2 separate regions of the Mus musculus genome follow, and region 2 is linked to region 1. A link is a contact called in public Hi-C data. All regions are on one chromosome and are shown on one strand. Each heading gives the region's core, a stretch centred on a gene start, on an enhancer-like site or on the middle of the called end of the contact. The rest is flanking DNA. Distances are from core to core; before and after follow the strand shown.

Region 1 (7,711 bases), core at 1,466-3,965:
GATGAATCAAGGGTTATACACTTTTGAAGAAGAGGGTGAGGATATCCAGGGGGGGCAAAATTTCATTGGCTAAAGTCTTAAGGTATTGAGATGCCTCATTAGCGCGAGGAGGCATTCCAGAAATCTCAGGTACAGAACTATGTGACATTCCTCAGGTGTGGGGTCTGGAATTTCCCAGAAAAAAAAAAAAAAAAAAAGAGGAAGCCCTGACAACAAAATCTGCCATTATGTATGAGCTGTACAGTAATGTTATACTTTGACCTTAGCTATAGGGTTTCCCGACAAACCATAGGGTGCTTGTATACTAGAAAAGGGATATGTTAGATTGGCCTAAGCAACACAGGCTGGGTGTCTAACAAAGAACATCTGCACCCTGGGGTGGCTCAGAACTGTTAGCTGCCTAGTCTATGAGGCTGGATGCGGCAGCACTCTCAGCCTGGGGCTAAAGGGCTAAAGGATTCTGGAAAAGCTGCTGATCTTTAGCTTCATGCGGTAACTGGGTTCTGACACCACTGAAGGGATGACTGTCAGAGCAACAGAGTAGATGCACTCACCAGCAAGATGTGAAGGCAATGAAACAAAAGGTAAGACTTTCCCCTGGGCCTCTTTTTTTCTGGTTGTCACTGGAAAATATCATCCAGATTTGTGATGAGTCCTCCTACTTCAGGTAACCTAGTCAAAAATCCCTCACAAATATACCCTCCCTCACAAATATACCCTCCCTCACAAATATACCCTCCCTCACAAATGTACCCTCCCTCACAAATATACCCTCCCTCACAAATGTACCCAGCAGCTTATATTTTAGTTGATTTTAGATCCAGTCAGGTTGATAGGCCATCATGTGTAGTAGGTAATGAAAACTTAATTAGAAGGTAGGAGGCTTTTTTTTTCCTTTGTCACAGTCCAGGCTGATCTTATGTAGCTGAGATGGCCTTGGACCGATGATCCCCCGCCTCTCCTTCTCAAGTGTCTTAGTCATAGGTATGCACCACTGTGTTCCTTGTTAGCTCAGGGGCTTGAATCTTTTTAAAAGAAGAATAATTAATTTACAGCCTCTCAGAGACACGTTCAACTCTAAGCATCTTGAGCTCCATTGCCACCATTCAGTAAAATAAAAGTTCCTTGAACACAGCTCAGTGATATAATAAAATTCAAACTGATAAACAAACCAGCCAGGACTAACCGGATCCTGAGTGACAAATAGGTAGACAGCCTATACATCGTTGATACCCTAAACCAGAAAATAATTCGTGTCTCAGACATGATGGAACAGAGTTGGAGGCCTGTCATAACACTACATAGGAAGGTGTCCAAATCCCTCCCATTAAATGATTTTTATTTCTGAATTGTGTATGTGTCTGTATGCCTGTACTTGTGTGTACGCAGATGCACATGCACACATGTAGAAAACAGAGAACACCCACTGGTGTCATTCCTCAGGAGCACCCACCTTATTTTTCTATTCAGTTTTATTTTTGATTATGGATATGAGTGAGTATGTGTGCCAGGGATGGGGGTGCACATGACTGTAGCTCCTAGTGGAGGCCACAAGTATGCCTGATCCTCCCGGAGCTGCAGATACAGGTGGTAATGAGCTGCCTGATGTGAGTACTAGGAACTGAACTCTAGTAGTCTGGACCAGAAGTAAATGCTCTTAACCACTGAGCCGTCATCTCTCCAGCCCTTTTCAATCTTGATTTTAGAGACAGGGTGTGCTGGTTAATTTTTTGGCAACTTGACACAAGTTAGAGTCACGTGAGATAAGGGAAACTCAAGTGAGAAAGTGCCTGAGAGGAAGTCTATGAGACATTTTCTTGATTGATGATTGGTGTAAGAGGATTCAGTCCACTGTGGGCGGTGTCACCCTAGGCAGGTGGTCCTTACTGCGTAATAAAGCAAGCTGAGCAATCCATGGGGAGCAAGCCAGTAGGCAGTGTTCCTCCATGGTCTCTGTTTCAGTTCTAGCCTTCAGGTTTCTGCCCTGGATTCCCTTGATAATGGAATGTGATTAGGATGTGTTAAGCCAAATGAATCTGGTCATTGTTTTCTCCCCCAAATAGATGCTTAACTACAGGAAAACATGGGTTCTCTCACTGGTCCAGAATATGCCAAGTAGGCTAGGCTGGTCAGTAAGCTTAAGAGATTCACCTGTCTCCACCTCCCCAGTGGTAGGATTATAAGAGTGTGCTACCAGGTTCAGGTTTTGTTTTGTTTTGTATTGTTTTGTTTTGTTTTGTTTTGTTTTGTTTAATGTGAGGTCTGGAGATCAAACTCATACCCTAGTGCTTGCATAATAAGCATTTTACTACTGATCCATCTCTCCAACCGAAAATGTTGTGCAATTATTTACCCAACATCGATTACTAATATTTTCCTACTTTCCAAAGTCTGGATTTCAAATTTTCTGTTTCATTTATTTATACCAATAAAAGTGTGTGTGCCAAGGCCCACTCTGTGGTGATCAGAGGGCAACTCATAGAAGTTAGCTCTCTCCTTCTACCGTATGGGTCCTAGGAATTGAACTCAGGATGTCTGGCTTGGTGGAAGGGGCCTCCACTGAGCCATCCTGCTGACCCCAAAGTTTTCCTTTTACATCTCATAAATGGGTGGTAAAATGAATTAGGTCACAGGCAAAGTCTTCTTGTAGCCCATTAGAAACGTCCTTCAATATTCACACAGGTTCGTTAATCAATACCTTCTGGGCACCAGCACTTTAACTGTGATGACTTGGAAATGAGTCTGTCAAAGTCTTTGGCTGTAAATGTCAGCAACAGCCAGGATAGAAGATTAATTATCTCCACATCCCACGTGTGGATACTCTTTGAGGTACAATGTTTCTGTAACATCAAAGAGAATTTTCTAGAGGATTCTCTGAAACACTATTTTTCCTTCAATGGCAGATGTTACTACCTCCAGAAATCATTTGTTTTCCACATTAAAATAAAGCTCATGAAGAAGTTTCAGAAAACACAAGTCCCGGGGACTGGGAGATAGATCAGTGGGTAAAACAATTGCCGTGCACATATGGAGACCCAAGTTTGAATCCCCAGGACCCACATAAATGCTGGATATGTGTGTGGTGACCCTCCAAGGTAATTGTGGCCTTGGAAAACTGAGACAGGGGATCGTAGGAGCAATCTTGAGAGCTTTGCTAGCCCAGTCTACAAGCTCAGGGTTCAGCTGAGAGACACTGCCTCAATGAATAGTATGGAGTAGTAAAGGAAGATTTCAGATGTCAACCTCAGGTTTCCATACGCATGCACATGCACCTACACCTCTATGTGCACATGTGCATACATACAATCATACACAGATGCATACCACATTTAGACATATGCAAAGTTTAAACATACACAGTACTGACAGGAAGGACAGGGGATCTGAAAAGTATGATGGAAAGAGCTTAGCCAGCACTCTGTTATCTTGATGTCTGTGGACAGCTTAAGCTTCTGGCTCCACTCTGGCTCCCTGACTGCCTATGAAACTCACAAGCAAAACCATGCTTGGGATTCTCCAACCTTCCTGAGTATTTTCTCTTCCTACCTGACTCTCAGTTTCTACATAGTACACGTTTAGTTGGCAATGCACAACATTGTGATAGCAGCATAGAGACTAAACAATACCCTCCATGTCTGACTCCCTATGTAAGTTAGTTTTCTGACACCATGATACCACAACCAAAGCAACTTAGAGAAGAAAATAGTTTTTGTTTACAATCCTAGAGGGATGGAGCCCTAGAGGGATAGAGGCATAGGAGTGGTATCAGGAACAGGAAGCTGGCTGATTGCTCACAGGAATGGGAAGTGAGGTGGGAAGGAAATGGTGTGAGATTATAAACCCTCAAAGCCCAACCCCAGTGACACACTTCCTTCCTCCTTAAGGCTCCATTTCTAGAACAGCACCAGTAACTGGGTATCAACTGTTCAAGTACTCGATTCTCTGGAGGACAAGTGTTGAGGACCCACGGCCAACCATCAGAGCACATGTAAAGAAAGCCAGGTATGGTGGCACACACTTGAAATCTCAGTGCTAGGAAGGTAGATAGATCCCTGAGGCTTGTGAGCCAGCCAGCCTAGACAGCTCAATGAGCTTCAAGCCAATCATAGCCTGTGTCAAAAAGAAAAAAAAAATAGAATGTGGAGAGGGCCTAAGAATGTGTGACATAGGAAGTTGTCCTCCGACCATGTTCACCTATGCGCTTGCGTGCACATGACAGTGCACACACAGAGAAAAGAAACCGCCAATAGCAGGAATGCTTCATGATTTGACCAAAAACAAAGGCATTTAGGCAAAATGATCCTAATTTGCCCTGATACATTATTAAAATGACTTGAAGATCCCCATCCCATCTTGCAGGGTTCTTTGCATGGACCTGAATTGACATGGAGGGCAAGACCTGCTTATAGCATTACTTCAACACAAAAAACACTGGAAAAGTTCTAAAAGTTTTGATTTATTTTTTTGGTATTGAGACTTTCAGATAATATGTGCTACTTTATATGCACAGAAAGACTTAACTCAGACTAGCCTCATTTTAAATGTTACATGCATGCATAGGCTAGCAGTTGTGTGATTCTAAAGCAACAATCTACAGTCTATCTATCTATCTATCTGTCTATCTATCTATCTATCCATCCATCCATCCATCCATCCATCCATCCATCCATCTAGCTAGCTAGCTATCTTTTTCTCAATACAGGGTCTATGTAGCCCAAACTGGCCTCAAGTTCATTGTGTGGCCAAGGCTAGCCTTGAACTTCTGATCTTGCCTCTATCTCCCAAGAATCAGGATTTGGGGTATGGGTCACTGTAATGATTTTGGAGTGCTCTAGCTTAGAACGCAGGTTTTTGTGCATGCTAGGCAAACACTCTACCAACTGAGCTACAGTACCAGTTCCTCTAATTTGCCCTGATACATTATTAAAATGACTTGAAAATCCCCATCCCACCTTGCAGGGTTCTTCATTTTAAGCAAGAGATAAGAATTGTTGATGAAAATACATGTAACTGATTGGAAACTGTCTAAACAAGGCAAGTTTGACCTGGAGAACAGGACAGAAACCCTCTTTCTCCCATTATGGGCAAAGGCATTGGCATGGACACAGCTCCTTTGAAAGAAAGGCAGAAAAAAAAAAGATGTCTTAAATTGTTCTCAGGAACTCATTGAAATTAGCCTTATTGGAACAATAGGGGCTTTCAGGAAAATTGCTGAGGTCCTGGGCCCCAAGGTCTGAGGCAGCTCTACTCATCTTAGCTCAGGAAGATCTGTAAAGGCTTTGGGGCTGGCACATTATCTCTGAAAAATTCCCTGGCTTTGAGGGCTCCTTAGCACTGGGTATTGTGCTCCAAGCTTTGAAAATACTAATGGAAGTCATGAGTCAAGAGACTACCTACCTGGCTTCCTCTAAGCTCACATTCTAGCACTCCCAGAGGCCATATAAGGTCTGACAAGGATCTTTCTTTCCTATATTCCCTAAATGGCTCCGCTGCCAACTGTTCTAATACTCCTAGATTTTTCTTGGGTGAGTAGTACTATAGCATTATATTTTTATCTACGTTCTACCCAACAATTGGCCCATAAGTATGTTTTCATGGATCATTATGAAGTTAGATATGTGTGTATGAGTAAACATGTATGTCCATGCTCACAACATTACTCTCCTTTACAATTATTTATCTTTTATTGTTGGGGGCCATGCATTTGGAGGTCAGAGGAAAACTTGCCAGAGTGGATTCTCTCCTTCCACCATATGGCTCCCAGGAATCAAACTCAGGTCATCAGGCTTGACTGCAATCACCTTTGCCCACTGAGCCACATTGCAGGCCCACTATTGCACACGTTCAAGCAGTCTTCCTGTGGTGGAAAGGGATATAGTGATGTGCTTTAAGGTAAAGTCTGTAAAGAGAAGCAAAGCCAAGCTCTGGCTTCAATGCTGTCACTTGCTATGGAAGCCATGTCATCAAGTTCTTATTATTCCTATAGGGGTGAAATGGACTTAAGTTTGCAAAAGGCAGTGTCTGCTACATGCTAGAGGCTAAAATAACAGCCATGTTTACCATTATTGTTGTTTCCTATTAGGTTGTAATTACTTTTGCTTGAAAAAAGCCCTATAAAGATGGGGAGATAGATCTATTTTATTATTAGTTTTTATTGATTACTTATTCAGTATAATTAGTTATAATTTATACTTATATTTATCTAGTGTAACTATTAATTACTTAGTGTATATGCATGTGTATGCACATTCATGTCACCGTGCATGTGTACATATCAGAGGACAACATTAGGGAGTCAGTTTTCTCCTTCTGTCATGTGTGTTTTCAGGATTGAACTTCTGTCATCAGGCATGGCAGCAACTTTTTCCCACTGAGCCATCTCACCTTCACTGGCTAGTTCTTTTATTTTTTTCAGACTTAATTCACTTTATTTTTCTTCTATAAAAACCCTTATGTCTTAGCCACAGCTGGAACCTGCATCTTCTGAATAGAGACCTGATATGGAGACTTGGTGAACATAGTCTCTTTCTAGAAGCAGGGGGGTGGGGGACGGGGATGGGGGGGGTGTCATGTAGCTATAGATCTTAAAGATGGCATTAAAGGTAGCCTTGGCAAAGTTTCCCAGGGTGGCAGTACAGTGCTGGGCTGATGGGTAGCAGTCATCAATACCAGCACTCAGCAGCAACTTCTTGGGCACAGGAGCAGAGACAATGCCAATGCCTCTTAGAACCAGGATGATGAACTGCAGCAACACACAGCCACAGCAGCCTGTCACTTGGAACACAACAGTGTGGGGCTTGCCAATCTTGTTCTCCCAGCAGCCTTTCTGTACAGGGATTATGGAAAGCTTGACCAGGATGATAGGCCCTCAGATGGCAGTGGCTACCTTCTCAGGACACTTAACACCAAGAACAACATGATCATTGTAGTCCCCAATAACAACAAAAGCCTTGAATCTGGTCTACTGGCCAGCCTGAGTCTGCACTGGCAGGATTGTTAGAACCTCATCCTTTAGGTATTTTCTGAGAAAAAAAGCCAAAAATCTCAGATTCCTTAATGGGCAGGAAGAAAAGGTAGACCTCTTCCACGGACTTGATCTCCATATCCTTATCCAGGCAGCCCAGCTTGGTGACAGGCACCCATTCCTTGTCTTTGGATTTACCTCCAAGAGCCCTGAAACATCCAAGACTGCTGCCATATCCTCCAGAAAGCAACATAACCTCCTAATTATGGGCTCCATGCCTTCTGGGCCCTCCTACTGCACCAATTGGTGTTTTTCCCAAGGAGGAGGAGGAGGAGAAGAAGAGGAGGAGGAAGAAGTGCAGCAGCACTAGTCATGTTCTTAATCTCTCACTTGGCTAATTTATAAATGAAAGTCTATCATAGTTATGTACATGGAATATAGTAGGCATCCTCTGGGGTGTGAGAGGGAGGACATTAGATAAAGTGAAAGAAGCCCATTCACAAAGACCACATATTGTATTATTCCATATATATATATATATACTATTTCAAGAATATGAAAATCCACAAAGATAGGTGGTAGATTAATGCTTGTTAAAGGCATGGGGGAGACTACTGCTAATGGATGTGAAATTTCTCCTGTGGTGATAAAATTGTTCCAAAATTTGATAGAAGTGATAGTTGCCTATATATATGTGTGTGTGTGTGTGTGTGTGTGTGTGTGTGTGTGTGTATACACACACACACA
Region 2 (7,711 bases), core at 2,761-5,260, 310 kb after region 1:
TGCAAGAAGCAACTATATACTCTGTTCACTTGGCGGCTTAGCTGGATGTGTCGCTGACTGTCCTCGTTGCCGTGGCTCAGTATCTAGTCAAAGCAGCATCTTGAGGAAGGCTGTCTTCGGGTGCAGAGTTAGATGGTACAGTCCACCCTGCAGCCGCTCACACTACATCCACAGTGTGAAAGAGAGAGATGGATTGCCGGCTTATCCACATTAGCTGCTTCATTTGGTCCAGGACTTCTGTGCAAAAAATGATGCTGCCCACAGTTAAAATAGGTCTGCCCTGTTAAGCCAACCCAGTCCAGAAACTCCCTTGTAGACAAGGCCGAAGGTTTGATCCTACGTGATTCCAGATCCTGCCAAGGTGACATTGGTAAGAACCATCACACTAGAAAGTTTTACATTTTCGACGTTGCCTTGTGTGTCCCTCATTTAGACCATTCAGGGCTATTTTTGGAGATCTACGTGTGAGGCAGGGAGCCAGGTACTGCAAGCCAGCTGAGAAATAGGGATTACACATTGTCAAGTGACTGGCTGATGCCTGTCAAAGTCTACAGACAGGAGTGGGAGGGAAATCACAGCCTTTCTTCCTTAAGTGTTTGAGGGTGAATTGTTTCCTGGAGCTGGTGACTCTGCTCCCGTGCTGTCTCCTTTGGGAGCCAAGGTTGTTACTGAAACCCTCTGTGCTTGAGCCCAGCACTGTGAACACACAATGAACTAGTCCACTCCCACCCAAGACACCTCAGTACTACCACTGACAGAAAAATACTTTATAAACAAACAGGTTCTACTTGACACCAAGGTCCTCTTTCCAGAGGAAATCTGAGCTTGAACTTTGAGCATGGTTTGATAACAAGTTTCAACAGCACAAGCTCATGGCAGCACAGAGAAAGCTGCCTAGCAAGGGCTTAGTAAATGGAGGACAGGAAGGAAGATTACATTCTGTCATCTGAATTCTTCAGTCAAACAGAAAGCATCCTTTTAAAAAGTGATTCAGGTTAAACCTTATGTGTGAGCAAAAATATGTCTAGTGCAAGGTGAGATCTTAAGTGTACAGTTTGGTGAGCATTGGTAAGGCTTTGGTAAGGGTATACGTCCATCGCAGCAGCCTGGCAGGCAAGCTGAAGAACACTTCGCCTCCCGATGCTCTCTCATGTCTCCTCCTGTGTGGTCTCTCTAGTCCCAATAAGCAGTTGTAACTCTGATGTCTGTCACTATACAGTAATTTTTGCCTGTTCTTGGCTTCATAAAAACAAAATTTTATAGTACGAATGTGTAAGGGAAGGGCTTCATTAAGCCCAGCATAAGGCTTTGCAGATTTATCTGCTGTATTGCATGTATTCATTGTTCATTCTTTGGAATTTTAGTCAGAGAATAATGTTGAGTTGTATGAGCATAACACAATTGATTTATCAGTTTTGCTGGCGTTGGGCATGTGAGTTGTTTCCAATTAGGGAATCTTATGAATTATCCTGACATAAACACACGAGCCTGTCACATTTTCTAAATAGAAGACCATCCAACTACAAGGTAGCTCTTCTGCTTCGTGCTTTCCTTGTGTAGCTGTAGGGTTTATAGAATGACGCTTCCATCCTCCCCACTGCTGATTTACTTTCTCTCCTTTTCTCAATTACTCTCACTAGCAGGAATTCTATGTTATTCATCTTTCCCAAGAATTCCCTTCGGCTTTTAAACTTTTCTCTATCTGTATTAGTCAAGATTAACTCAGGAAGGAAGCAGAACCACTTGGAGAGGTGTGTACGCCGAGGGATTTGTTAGAAGGGATTTGGCGTCACACAGGTGTGAAAGCTGCTTCCACAGTGCAAGGTTTCTCGTCTTTGTGTCGAGTGACAGGATTGACACCCATTGGCTGGCAGCCAGGAAGGGAAGGCAGATTAGTTCTGAGGGCAGGATGAACGAACATGCTGGCAGCTGGGGAGATGGCTGTCAGTAAGATGTGTCTTATGCAAGCACGAGGACCCGGGTTCAACCCCCAGAACTTATGTGAAGAAGCTGGGTGGAGACAGAGTTCACTGGCCTGCTGCAAGTTCTAGGCCCAATGAGAGATCCTTCCCCAAAGAATAAGGGGCACACCTGCCTCCCCTGCAAGGCCCAGGGAATGTTATAGAAGAAACAGAGAAAGGATTTAAGAGCTGGAGGAGGAGGAGAAGGAGGGGGAGGGAGGGAGGAGGGAAAGGAGGAGGAGGAGGAGGAAGAGGAAGAGGAGGAAGAACAGTGGTTGGTACCATGAAGAGTGGTCACCCAGATGTGGCCTGGTGATAGAAACTATGAGCACATGGCAGTTGTGGATACTGTGTTAGGCTGGGCCTCCAACTGTCCATCATGGGTAGAGGAGGTCCCATGAAGACACAGATGATTCCAGGAGGCTGTGCCATTTCTTTAATGGTGTAGCCTCCGGGAATTAGATGGGAAGAAGGAATTCAATGGGAAAGGAATGGGGACAAAGAGAGTAAAGAGTGTTGAATAAGATCACCAAGCATGTCTAAGAAACTGTCAGAAATAAAGCAAAGCGTGAATGAGGCACAGCTGATGGAGACACCTGATGTCAACCTCTGGCCACCTCACACAGGCGCGTACTGACTGAGTTCTAGCTTTTGTTTTTACTCTGCTTTTGATGTACAGATGGTCTGTAGACGTTCTAGGAAAGGAAGGAGATGGTGGCTGAAATTGAGTCATTACTAATGCTATCCTTCAATACACACACACACACACACACACACACACACTTTAAATAGTAGGATCAATGATCCTACTCTGAAAGAGAGGCCAGTGGATTCTAAAGGACTGACTGAGCTATTTTAACCCTGTGAGCTATAGCATCCTAACCTCCTTACAGTGGTTGAACTCTGTCATTATAGTGCACATTAGCTGTAGAAATATGACTTAATGGCATGGCTAGACATAAAGCTTTAAACATAAAAGTAGGCAATTAGCCGATTTGGACTGGGATAAGGGTTGTTTGCCAGCCCCCTGCTGCGGGGATCACAATGTCCTTTCTCAATACTTGTATGGTAGTTTGTAGCCAAGAGTGTGGTGTTTGCCTTTAATCTTGATACTTGGAAGACAGAGGCAGACTGATCTCTGAGTTTGAGGCCAGCCTGGTCTACAGAGTGAGTTCCTGGACAGCCAGGGCTACACAGAGAAACTCTGTCTAGGAAGAAAAAAAAATGTTGTTTTTTGTTGTTGTTGCGAGACTGGAGAGACAGCTCAGCAGTTAAGAGCACTTGCTGCTCTTCTGAAGGACTGGGGCTCAGATCTAGGGCATCCAGCATCCTCACAAAGACAATGCAGGCAAAGCACCAATGCACATACAATAAAAATAAATGAATCTTTAAAAAAAAGGTAAGTTTGCATTGCACCCTTCCCTAAGTGTATGTGGGGTGTGTCCTGCACTATGCAGGGCGAGGGTTAAATAGGCAGTAAGCAGGCAGTAGGTGTGTATTGGTCCCTCTCTGTTCTGGACGGTGGGTGTGATGCCAGCAGCTGCTGAGCCCTGCCTTCCCCGAAATGATGAACTGTGTGTATCCTGGAATGGTAAGGCAAACAAGCCCTTTGGTTGCTATTGCACAGCAACAGAAATAAAACCAGGACAAACAATTTGCCCAGAGTTAACATAGTAACCTCCCTGATCCATGGCTTTTCTTTGGATGGGTTCAGTTACCTGGGTTAACCGTGATCTAGAAATGTTAACAGAGGATTCCAAAAATAATCAGCAGCTTTTTGGTGTTGTTTTTCCAGACAGGGTTTCTCTGTGTAGTCCTGACTGTCCTGAAACTCACTTTGTAGACCAGGCTGACCTCAGACTCACAGAGATCTGCCTGCCTCTGCCTCCTGAGTGCTGGGATTAAAGCCATGCAGTTGTGTGCGTAAGTGGAAAAATTGCAGAAATAATTAGTGAGTTTTAAGTTCCATGCAGTATGATGGCCCCACGTGCTCTCCTTCCTAGAAGGGGAGCTCTGGTGTTCTGCTGCTGCCGTACGAGCTACCTGGCAGCAGTCACTTGGCAATCAGCTCAGCTCAATGCGTGTCCGGATAGCCCTTATTTTGCTTCATACTGGCCCAAAGCTCGAGAGTTTTGAAGCGCTGCCATTCCAGTACAGCTAAGAAAGGCTGTGCAGCACTTCCTTTGAGTAAACAGCTGTAAGCTCTTGCCTTAGACAAAGAAACAACGTGTGTGCTGAGGATTTTAAGATCTACATGAAGAATAAGCCCCGAGAGGGCTGGAGAGATGGCTCAAGGTTAAAACCACTCTGTACTTTTCCAGAAGGCCCAAGTGTTGTTCCTAGGTTTCATCCGGCTGCTCACAGTCACCTGTAACTCCAGGGCCAGAAGATCGAGCAGCTCTTCTGACCTCAGTGGACACTACACTCACAGGCACAAATACCCACATAGGTACACGTAATTAAAAATAAAAATACGGTCCTTTTTTTGGTGGTGTTTTTGAGACAGGATCTCACTATGTACCCTTGGTTGGCCTGGAGCCAGCTTACTATGTAGGGCTGACTGACCTCAAACTCATAGATATGCTCTTGCCGTGGCCTCTCCTGTGTGAGAACTAAAGGCATGTACCACTACACCTGGCTGAAATCTTTTAAGGAAAAGAACAAATCCTCTATAATTTCTTCTATATACACTAATAACTTTGGCTAAAGTATATCCTATACTGAATTGTATCACTAATTACTGTTAATCTTACTGTGCCTAATTTATAAACGACACATTATCATATGTATGCAGAGGAAAAGGCACAGTATAAGTAGACATTGGGTCCATGTAAACACTGGGGACCTTGAAAGATGTCACATGAAGATAAAAGTGTTATGATATTATAAGTTCATGTTTAATTCATATTGATCAGCTATCCTTTCTAGTAATGTTCTTCATATGATTGAAAATCTCTGAAGCCTCATCATACTCTAATAGGCTTTTGTATTAGGTAGAGACCTGATGAAAGAAGTGAGGGAAAGCTGGACATGGTAGCTGGTGGGGCATGCCTTTAACCCTAGCCTGTCGGAGGTAGTCAAGGCTGCAGGACACACCGTTATTCCCAGCACTTGGGAGACAGAGGCAAGCAGATCTCTGAGTTTGAGGTTGGGTTGGTCCTCAGAGCAAGTTCTAGAACAGCCAGGGCTGTACAGAGAAACCCTGTCTTGAAAAACCAAAGAAAGGCGGAAAGCCTGCCTGGTATAGATAGCAAGACTAGGGACAGCCAGAGTTATATAGAAAGACTCTAGTTAAACAACAACAACCAACCAAACAACATACACACACACAGAGACATGCACACACATCTTATAGTTTTCTACTTGAACATATATTAACATTTTCTCCTGTGTGTGCATGGGTGCACATACATGTGTGTGCCTGTGTGCCTGTGGAAGTAAGTGTTAGATGTCTTCCTCTACCACTTCTTGGCTTGCTTGCTTGATGTATTGAGTGGCTTAGTGGCAAGGTCTCTCATCTCTTATGGGCCTGGCTCTCACGCATTTGACTAGGCTGACAGGCTGGCAAGCTCCAGGGATCCTCCCGTCTCTGCCTTGCCCATGCTGGGGTTACATGCATACAGTGCAGCGCTCAGCATTGTATGTTCACTAGGAAAAAACAGAGTGCAAGTCCTTGTACTTGACAGCAGCATTTTCAGCCTCCAAGATTTTTGTTTTTTTTTATTTTTTGCTATACAGGTCTGCAAGTGGTGAAATTTCTCATTTATTTTTCTAAAAATGGCATTGTTTATTTGTCTACCTTTGATTGGCATTTTTCAGAGTAGGTAGAGAACTAACAGAAAGTTTTCGCTTGACTTACGCAGCAAATCTGTCTTTGTTTGGTTTGGTTCCAGCTTTTCTGATGTGAAGTCAGGTGGCTTGGCTATCTTTATTGCCTTTTATGTAATGTGTCTTGTTTTTCCTTAGCTTCCTTTAATGTTTTTCTTTGTCTTTGACCTTTAGCAGTTTGGTTATAACAAATGTAATTGTCTCTGCCTTCTGTGTGAGTCACTGAGTTATTAGATTTGAACTTAACGATTTTTTTTTAAAAAAATGATTTTGGAAACTTGATGGCCATTATTTCTTCAAGCATTTTTCTTTTCCATTTGTTCTTGTTTTCTTTCTATTGCTATGGGGAAAAAAAGACCCTAACAAAATGCAGCTTAGTGGAAAAGGGTTTATTTGACTTAAAATTGTAGGTTCTTGTCCATCCCTGTAGTGGTGTCAAGGTGGTGAGAACTTGATGTGGCTAGTCACAGCCATAGTCAAGGACAGGAAACAATGTTTGCTTGCTTGCTGCCCAATTCATTTGCCCTACCCTTCTTTATACAGTCCAGGCTCCGTCCTGTGAAACTGTCCTGTTCGTATGCAGTCTATCTGGGTCTTCCAACCACAGTTAACCCAAATAAGAAAACAGATTCCTTATCAAAAATGTGCACAGACCAACCTGATAGAGACAGGCTGTCGTTGGGAGCCCCTTCCCATGGGATTCCTTACTGAATCAAGTTGACAAAGCTAGCTGTCAGCCCATTGTCTCTCTGGGCATTCATTTGCCCATCCTCTCCGACATGTCGTGGACACTCTGCTTACTCTTCCTTCAACCTCTGTTGTCCAATTCCGATGCTGTCTGGTTCACTGGTCTTTTCTTCAGCATCTCCTAGTTTACTCTTACTTTTAGTTTGTGAATTTTCCATTTCAGATAGTCTAGTTTACATCCTGGAATTCTTGGAGGTGGTGGTGGTGGTGGGGTGCATATGTATGTATGTGTGTGTTCTTGCAAATATTCATTTCTCTGCTAATAAATCTTTCAGCCACTGATTTTTTTTTGTCTTTAATATTATCATAGCTGCTTTAAATTTCTTGTCAGTCCTCTGGCATTCACATTATCTAAAGCTAATTTTATTGATTGATTTTCTTTAAAAAATAAATATTTTTATGTGTATTTATTTTGCGAACTGCATGCTCCATGGCACAATTTGTGGGCATCAGTTCTGCTGCTCCACATTGCAAGTGTGTCCTTGGGGTTGAACTCAGGTCACTAGGCTTAGCATTAAGTAAGTACCTACCCACCGAGCCATGTTGCTGGTCTTTGCTGTTCTTTTCTTAACCTCTTTTGGTTTTTTGAAGTCTCATATAGGTCTGGCTGCCCTGGAACTTGCCTATGTAGACCAGGCTGGCCTAGAATTCACAGAAATCCACCTGCCTCTGCCTCTCCTTCCTGACTGTTTTTCTGAGTTGATTCACCCTTTCAGTGAAAGCTTGTGTAAAGGAATTTATACACTTAAAATAGTCTTCTATTGTCAGTCTTTTCTCATAGTTTCTAATTCTATATTGTTTTCTCTTCCCCAATGATAAGAAATACTAATACATACAGGTGTAGAGTTTATTTGTCTACCTTTTTACCTAACAGACCTCCATGTTCAGAACATCTTTGACAGTCTGATAAGAGGAGTCAGGCCTGTTCTAGAAGAAAAACTGAACAAATGTTGCTTGTGGGACTGAAAAAAAAATGTACATGTGCGTGATTCGGGTACTGACACAGTTTCACAAGGACAGCGACATTGCAGTGCCACTTCCTCCAGGAAACCTCCTGTGAGAATGCTGCTTCCAAAAGGCTCTCACCTTATTGCACTTATTGCAAAAGGAGTATAGTCATCAAACTCACCTGAGGCACAACCCAAGGATGCCTGCCATCCAGTGTTTGCCACCGT

Evidence for each region. A called contact is a pair of places that touch in the nucleus more often than the background predicts.
Region 2: a contact with region 1 is called in a Hi-C map of liver, with 3 times the contacts expected there. The contact joins two enhancer-like sites. A contact is called at or near these places in 1 of 484 Hi-C or Micro-C datasets (liver) and 1 of 9 other capture datasets (embryonic stem cells).

What each region holds. Positions count from the first base shown.
Region 1 is chr1:127,043,531-127,051,241 of GRCm38.p6, forward strand. It overlaps the pseudogene Gm5261. Among named protein-coding and RNA genes, the nearest start is that of Gm41945, 23 kb to the left of the region's middle. Within about 2 kb of position 2,716, at least 6 of the 459 cell types and tissues checked have an H3K27ac peak or open chromatin away from gene starts, as enhancers often do. A contact at or near this core is called in liver, where this site is marked.
Region 2 is chr1:127,351,756-127,359,466 of GRCm38.p6, forward strand. All of the region lies in intron 4 of Mgat5 (mannoside acetylglucosaminyltransferase 5), which reads left to right. Among named protein-coding and RNA genes, the nearest start is that of Gm23734, 20 kb to the right of the region's middle. Within about 2 kb of position 4,011, at least 8 of the 459 cell types and tissues checked have an H3K27ac peak or open chromatin away from gene starts, as enhancers often do. A contact at or near this core is called in liver, where this site is marked.